Regions from separate parts of the Mus musculus genome. Here region 2 is linked to region 1. Evidence: chromatin contacts called from public HiChIP or PLAC-seq data. All regions are on one chromosome and are shown on one strand. Each heading gives the region's core, a stretch centred on a gene start, on an enhancer-like site or on the middle of the called end of the contact. The rest is flanking DNA. Distances are from core to core; before and after follow the strand shown.

What was found. HiChIP or PLAC-seq counts read pairs in DNA pulled down with a chosen protein or histone mark.
Region 2: an H3K4me3 HiChIP or PLAC-seq map of embryonic limb bud shows a contact between it and region 1, with 3 times the contacts expected there. The contact joins the promoter of Scube3 here to the promoter of Nudt3 in region 1. A contact is called at or near these places in 4 of 39 promoter capture datasets (the SN4741 cell line, cranial neural crest, hippocampal neurons and 1 more), 4 of 115 datasets of contacts at active chromatin or transcription factors (T-cell acute lymphoblastic leukemia, embryonic limb bud, embryonic stem cells and 1 more) and 1 of 9 other capture datasets (pancreatic islet).

Annotation. Positions count from the first base shown.
Region 1 is chr17:27,621,969-27,625,149 of GRCm38.p6, reverse strand. Nudt3 (nudix (nucleotide diphosphate linked moiety X)-type motif 3) reads left to right here and starts at 1,698. Exons shown (of 5, transcript NM_019837.2): 1 at 1,698-2,063. The coding sequence starts at 1,965.
Region 2 is chr17:28,140,722-28,144,118 of GRCm38.p6, reverse strand. Scube3 (signal peptide, CUB domain, EGF-like 3) reads right to left here and starts at 1,810. Exons shown (of 22, transcript NM_001004366.2): 1 at 1,509-1,810. The coding sequence starts at 1,593.

The DNA of each region.
Region 1 (3,181 bases), core at 449-2,948:
CTAAGGACCAGACTGGGATCTTCTTCAAGACTAGTAAGTGTTCTTAACTGCTGAGCCCCTTTGGGACGGGGTTTCATGTAGCCTAGGCTAACCTCAAACTTGCTGTGTAACCACAGATGGCCTTGAATTCTTGATTTTCCTGCCTCTGTCTCCACAGTGCTTGGATTACTGCCATTGCCTAGTTAATTTGGAATCTAGAGTTTCATACAAACTAGGCAAATTTCAGTTTTAAATTGTATTTAGCTATTACTGATAACGCCCAGTGCTTTCTGCTTCCTGGACACTTGGACATTTTCAGGCGCTCCTATCCCTGAGGCACCTTTTCAGCCAGACTTTTTACATTTTTACTTTATTGGTGTTTTGGCTGTATATATATCTGTGTGAAGGAGCCAACAGACAGTTGTGAGCTACTCTGTATGGTACCATGTGAACTACCATATACTGGGAATTGAATCAGGGTCCTCTGGAAGAACAGCCAGTGTTCTTAATCACTGAGCCATCCCTCCAGCCCCTTCATTTAGTTTTTAAAGAAGTTAGAATATGTGTGGACACATATGTCATAGAGCACATGTAGCGGTGAAGCTTGTGGGAGTTGGTTCTCTCCTTTCGCTATGTGTGCCAGGGATCTAGCTCAGGTGGTCAGGCTCCATGGCCAGTGCCCTTTTAAACTGACACATCTCTTGGGCCCCTCTAGATTATTAATGAAGTATACTACATACAAGATGATTAAAACAGGTAACGGGGACCCGTCAGATATCCCAGAAAGGTCATTTGCAGCCAGGCCTGACCACTTAAATTCAGTCTCCTGGTCCTCTGTGGTGGGAGAAAATGGATTCGTTTAAGTTGCCCTCTGACCTCACAGAAGCAATCATGGCGCACACACCTGTCCCCACAAACGTACGCTGTGCGCTTTGGGATTTATTTATAAATCTTGAATATCTTGACAGAATTTTCTAAACGTTTAGCACACGGTAATGGTGCCCGTTTTGTTGCAGGAACGCTGTAGCCCACTTTCACGTCCTCTAAGAGGGTCATCCCAGTGTTATAGTCACGGCCAGAAACCATATTTCATGATTTACGTACGTGTGCTGTGCACACTCTTACAGTCTCTCCCTTTCTGCTCCTGTTTAAGAGGATGGCGTTCTCTCTTTTCTTTCCTTCCTTTTTTATTTTCTTTTTTGCAGTGCTGAGGTTCGAACCCAGTCCCTCAAGCATGTCGCCAGGCAAGTGGCAGCTTTTGCCTTTTTTGCACAAATGGCTGCAGGACGCACATATGTCCAGACAGCTACCAACTGACCGCAAAGAGCAGCCCCGCCCCGCCCCACTCCTGATCCCCAGCAGCTAAGGTTGACAGTCTGCGGCGAGGGACAGCAGAGCGGCGCTGTCACTCTCCCTGTCATCTGAGCGGCGCGACCTTGGATCGGGCTGGGCCGCTCAGCCGGTGACCTTGGGCGGGCCCCTGCTCTCTGCCCAGCGGCGCCCGGGACCGTGGGGTCGCGGGTGGTGCCCACGCGCCGCGCCTCACCCGGCTTCCGCCATCCCCAGCCCTACGCTGTCTGCGTAGCAGCCGCGCCAGCTTCCGCGGCCTTCAGTGCAGACGCTCTCCCGCGCCGGGCGCGATTCCGGAACGCCGTCCGCGCTGCGCACGCGCGGCCGTCCGGCGAGCCCGCGTGCCTTACGCAGCTGACGCAGCGCGTCCAAAATGGCGGCGCGGTCGTCGTCGGGGGCGGCGGCGGTAGAGGGGGCGGTGGCGGTGGCGACGGCGGCCGTGACGGCGGCGCAGGGCCTGGGCCGGGGGCAATGAGGCTGTCCCGCCGCGGAGCCGTGTAGCGGACACACAGACCCTCCTCCCCGCCCTCTCGATCGAGCCTGGGGCGCGCGCGCGCGCGGCCGCCCGCCTGCAGCAGGCTCCCCTTCCCTGGACTCCGAGGCCCCGCACGGCACCCCCCACCCGGGCCCGGAGGATGATGAAGCTCAAGTCGAACCAGACCCGCACCTACGACGGCGACGGCTACAAGAAGCGGGCCGCGTGCCTGTGCTTCCGCAGCGAGAGCGAGGAGGAGGTGAGGCGCCCTGCCGGGGGTCGGCGGCGCCCGACGGGGTTTCCTGGGGAGAAGGGGGGGTGGGGAGCGGAGTGGAGAGGGCCCGGGGCAGCGGGATGCCATCCCGCGGCGGGCCGTCGGGGGTTGGCCGCCGTTCGCCCGGGGCAGTGGCTAGGCAGCTCGGCGCTCGGCACACGTGCATGGGGCGCAGGCCGGCCTTTGTGGCGGAGCGGAGGGCCGCTCCCTCCCTCCCTCCCTCCCCGCAGGGTTGCTGCTGGCCGAGGGGAGGTGGCTGCGGGCGAGCACTGGCAGCGACAAGCCGGGGCCAGCCGTTCGATTCTAACGTTGAGCTGCTGAGTCCGTATGGTTGGAGCCTGAAAAGAAAGGGCACTGGACACGGTTGTCGTCGAGGTTGTTATTCATATTGACCGGAACACTTCACGACCATCAAAAGCTGTATTTATGAAGATCTCTGTCCCGACGTTTCTCTGCTGTGCCCAATAGGATGAGTCGTAGGGTAAGCTAGGATAATAGAACGTTTTAGAGTCTTGTTCCTTTTTCCTTAAGGAACTTAAAAAAAAATTTTTTTTTCGGCTTCACAAAGCCGTTTCTGTGGTGATGAAGCGAGATTCATGAAAGGCGCGTGGTTTGTAAATCCACAAAGAATAGCTGCTTTGGAAATTCATAAAATGCCTGTGGGGACACATTGCTGTCGTGTGTGTGCATGGTGGTAAGATGGCAGTTCGCTTGAAAACAATGAAGGGCAGTGAAACTGAGTATGTTTTATCCCGGCCCTCGGCGGTGGGCTGGGGTGGCAAGCCTGCAGTACGGTGCATCGTGTTGAAATGGGCGACAGGAACTTGACCCGTTAGTTATGAAAGGCTCTGATGAAAGGGAGGATGGACTACCAGGAATCACTGTCCGGTAGATACTCAGGAGGAGGAAGAGGAGGAGGAGGAGGGGGAATTTAAATGAAATGACGGCCTGAAGAAAATCCGTGAAAGCATTCTTTGTGCTGTTGAGGGATTGCAAAACAGGAGTTTTGGAAATGTATACTTTGTTACTTTCCTTCATTACCAAAGGTCCCCGAAAGACGCGCTTTGTAAGTAAGCAAGGTCAAGTTTTAAATGATGCGCTGG
Region 2 (3,397 bases), core at 561-3,060, 520 kb before region 1:
AAATCTGTTCCTTCCTCAGACTAAACTCCCTAGCTAATTCCATGTTATGAGTAAGTCAGCATGCACTACAAAAGCCAGCTTTGTTTACGAAAACACACAAGCAAATCCTCTGTGGGGAGAGGGGCTGTTCCAGGCGGCGGCAGCAGCGGGCTGTCTGGTACGAAGGCTGCAGAAGCGGCAGTTTGAAGCTGGAAGGAAGTGAGGGTGGGGTCTGGTACTTGACAGCTGAGGGGCTCTCGTGTTTGGTTATGTTAATGGACAGGTCTGAGGGGGCAAGGGAAGAGGCAGTGTTTTGGACGAGGAGGGAGGTGTTAGCTTAGCACCTTCTACCAACAGTGAAAAGCTGCTGGCATAGCCCAGTTTAAGATTCAGCACACACACCCCGCCCGCCCCCCCCCCCCCCCCGCCCCCGACACACTGACCCGACTGACTGACTGCCAGACAACTCGACGACTTCCTCAACTCCCAAGTTCAACTTTCCTCCTGACTCAGACACCTCTTCATCCCTGGCTGGCTTCAGGAACCCCCAGGACAATAGACAGAATCTACCTCCCCAGGCAAAATCTTGCTAAGAGGAATTTTCTTTTTGTCCATATAAATCTCTTTTGGGTGAGGACAGCGTGGGGGGAGGGGTACAGCAGGTCAATGGGGGGAGGGGAGGCTGTCCCCAGAGAACTGTGGGACACCAGCCTGGTTTCTGCCAGCGCAGCCTTGGGACTGGCTGGCCCAGGAGCGCGGGGTCAGGGACCGGGGCAGGAGGGCCTCCCAGTCTCCCTCTAATTCCTAGAGGGATCTGTCAGAGCTCCCAGCCTGGAATTTTACTTTGTTATTTTAATGCAATTCTAACCTGGATTTAAATGGAATTGGAAACCCCAGGCCTTAATAAATAAATATTATGATAAGAAATGAAAGCCATGCGAGACGAAAGGGATTCCCCCCCCCCAAAGGCAGAAACGCAACGTTCGTGCCAGAAGGCAGTCACAGACATTTTCTCCTACTGCTCCTACTATTCTGTGACAGGCAGTCGGTTTCACCGCGAAAGAGGTGTTTTTCTTTAACATCCTTCGACTTGATAAGACGGTAACTTCGAAATTTCGGCCTGACTCTGCCTCATGCGGGCAGGGGAGGAGGTTACGAAGCGTATAGCAGAGTTGAAAACTTCCTTCCCTCAGTCTCAAGCTCCAAAGTGGAGTCCCTGGCAATGTTTGAGAGAAGATTCTCTCTGACCTCGGAGGAAGATGCTAGATGGTGGCAGGGAAGCCGGCAGAAGTGCATGCATGCTCCTTTCTGCTGGCCGCCCCCCTCCCCAGGCGCTATTGCCTGTCGCGCAGCGCCCCGAGGTCTAGCGTCCCTGTGCCCCACTGGCCGAAGAGTCGGGGGGCACAGGGCCGGGTCCTGACAGCCACGCACTTCTAGACACCTGCCCTGGTGGCTCGGGCCCCGCCGTCCCGCCGCCCCTCTGTCCCGCCGCCCCGCCGCCCCACAATCCCGCACCGCGCCTCCCTTACCTTGCGCAGCTTTGCCATGCTGGGCGGCGCGCGCGTGGACCAGCAGGAGGAGCAGGCAGAGCCCGGGGACGCGCCCCGAGCCCATGGCCTGGAGCTCCGCGCGGCGGGGCCGCGGGGGTGTCGCAGCCCCGGGGAGGGCGCGAGGAGGAGGGGGAGGGGACTGGAAGGCGCCCCGCGGAGGCTCCGGGCTGGGCGTGGGGAGCGCGCGGTGGGGAACGCGGGCAGGCGCGGGGCGGCGGCCCGAGGGGCGGCCCGGGCTATCGCACCCGACGCCCAGCTTCGCCCGCGGGGAGCTGTAGCCTGAGAGCGAGCGCGCAGAGCCGGAGCTGGGACCTGAGAAAGGGGAGGGGAGACGTAGCGCCTAAACACGCCCTTTCTGCCTCTTTCTTCCTCCCTTGCTTTCTCGTCTCCCGGGCTCCGTCTGTTTTTCTTCGCCTTTCTCCTCCTCCTCCTCCTCTTTCTCCTCCTCTCCTTGCTCCTTTTCGTTTTCTTCCTCCTCCCCTTCCCACTGCCCCTCCTGCTTCTCCTCTCCGTCCTCCTCCTCCTCCACCTCCTTTTTCGTGCCCTTTTTTTTTTTTCTTTCAAAGGGGGCCTCGGCGTGGCGGCCGCTCCCCCTGCGCGCCCGGGCGCGCGGCCCCCTCCCCAGGCTGCCGGGCCGCTGCCTGCAGGAATTTACAATCCGGCGCTGGGGGAGCGGGCCCGGTCTCCATGGAGACGGCTTCCCCGGGAGCAGGGAGGTCAGGCGCAGACCGCGCACAATCAATGGATCAATGCAAGCCCCCGCTCCGCTCCAGACCAAACAGCACCGGGGCTCCGGCTCGTCCGCTCGTTCCCTGTGGGGAGCTAGCGGGGGAGCCGAGGGTGCGCCCCCCGCGCTCGCACGTCAGGAGGGCCGAACGGCGAAGGTCTGCACGCGCACCTCGGCGGGGAGACAAAGAGGGCGCGAGGTGTCGAGAAAGCTTGGAAGGGCTGCACCTCGGAACAGAGATGGGCTGGGACTCCGGTCCAAGGAACGTCCTCCGAACCTTTAGCCCTAAAGTCACTCCCACCCTCTGGACACAATCCTCATACTCAGATGAGTCCTGGCTAAAACTGCCCGGCTCCAAGGGCAGGCTCTGTGGGCGTTGAAGGTAGCCCGCTGAGACGCCCTTCTCGGCGTGGCTCCCATATGCACTGTCTAGTGCTCAGCACACCGGTAGAAGCTACCCCACGATCATCTTTGGCACACACAAAGGCTCTGTACAATCTCTCCAAACCGGCTTCCAGTGCTAACCTCACTGGCAGCAGAGATTAGGTTTAAAGTAGAGACACTCTGCCGATGGAGCAAGTTCCCCTGGGTCCTGGACACTGTCCCCTTTCCCCCTATCCCTTTAGTCGCTCTGAGCCAATTGTACCAGGCCTCAGAGTCCTGCCTGCTTCAGAGCCAATTTTGTGCAGGAAAAAAAAAAAAAATCCCAGGGTACCCAGGAAAACTGGGCAATGACCAAGGTCTCCCTAAAGATGACTCAGTCCTCAAACCCTTGGCATTGGCAGCGGGCTTCAGCTGGGGTGGGGGTGGGCTCTGTAAGCAGACGCCTGCCTACCCTGGAGAAGAGTTGAGCCCTCCCTTTAGCAGGGATTAAATGAAAGGGTAAGAGAACGAACAGAGAAAGAGGCTTTGACTTCCCAGTTCCAGCTCCTGAGAAGCCTCTTGGCTTCCGGTCCCATCTCGATTGACCTCAGTTTCCCCAGCTAGAAAAGGAGGATGGGTTTATTGGGCCAGAGGATGCTGAGGGGACGCTGCCCCTGGAAAGCCAGGAAGAGGAACCCTCGAGGCCCCTTGTACAATGCGAGAGATGGCGCGGGCGAGGTGAACACACAGGTCATGGGAATGGAGTGGAGGCCACAGA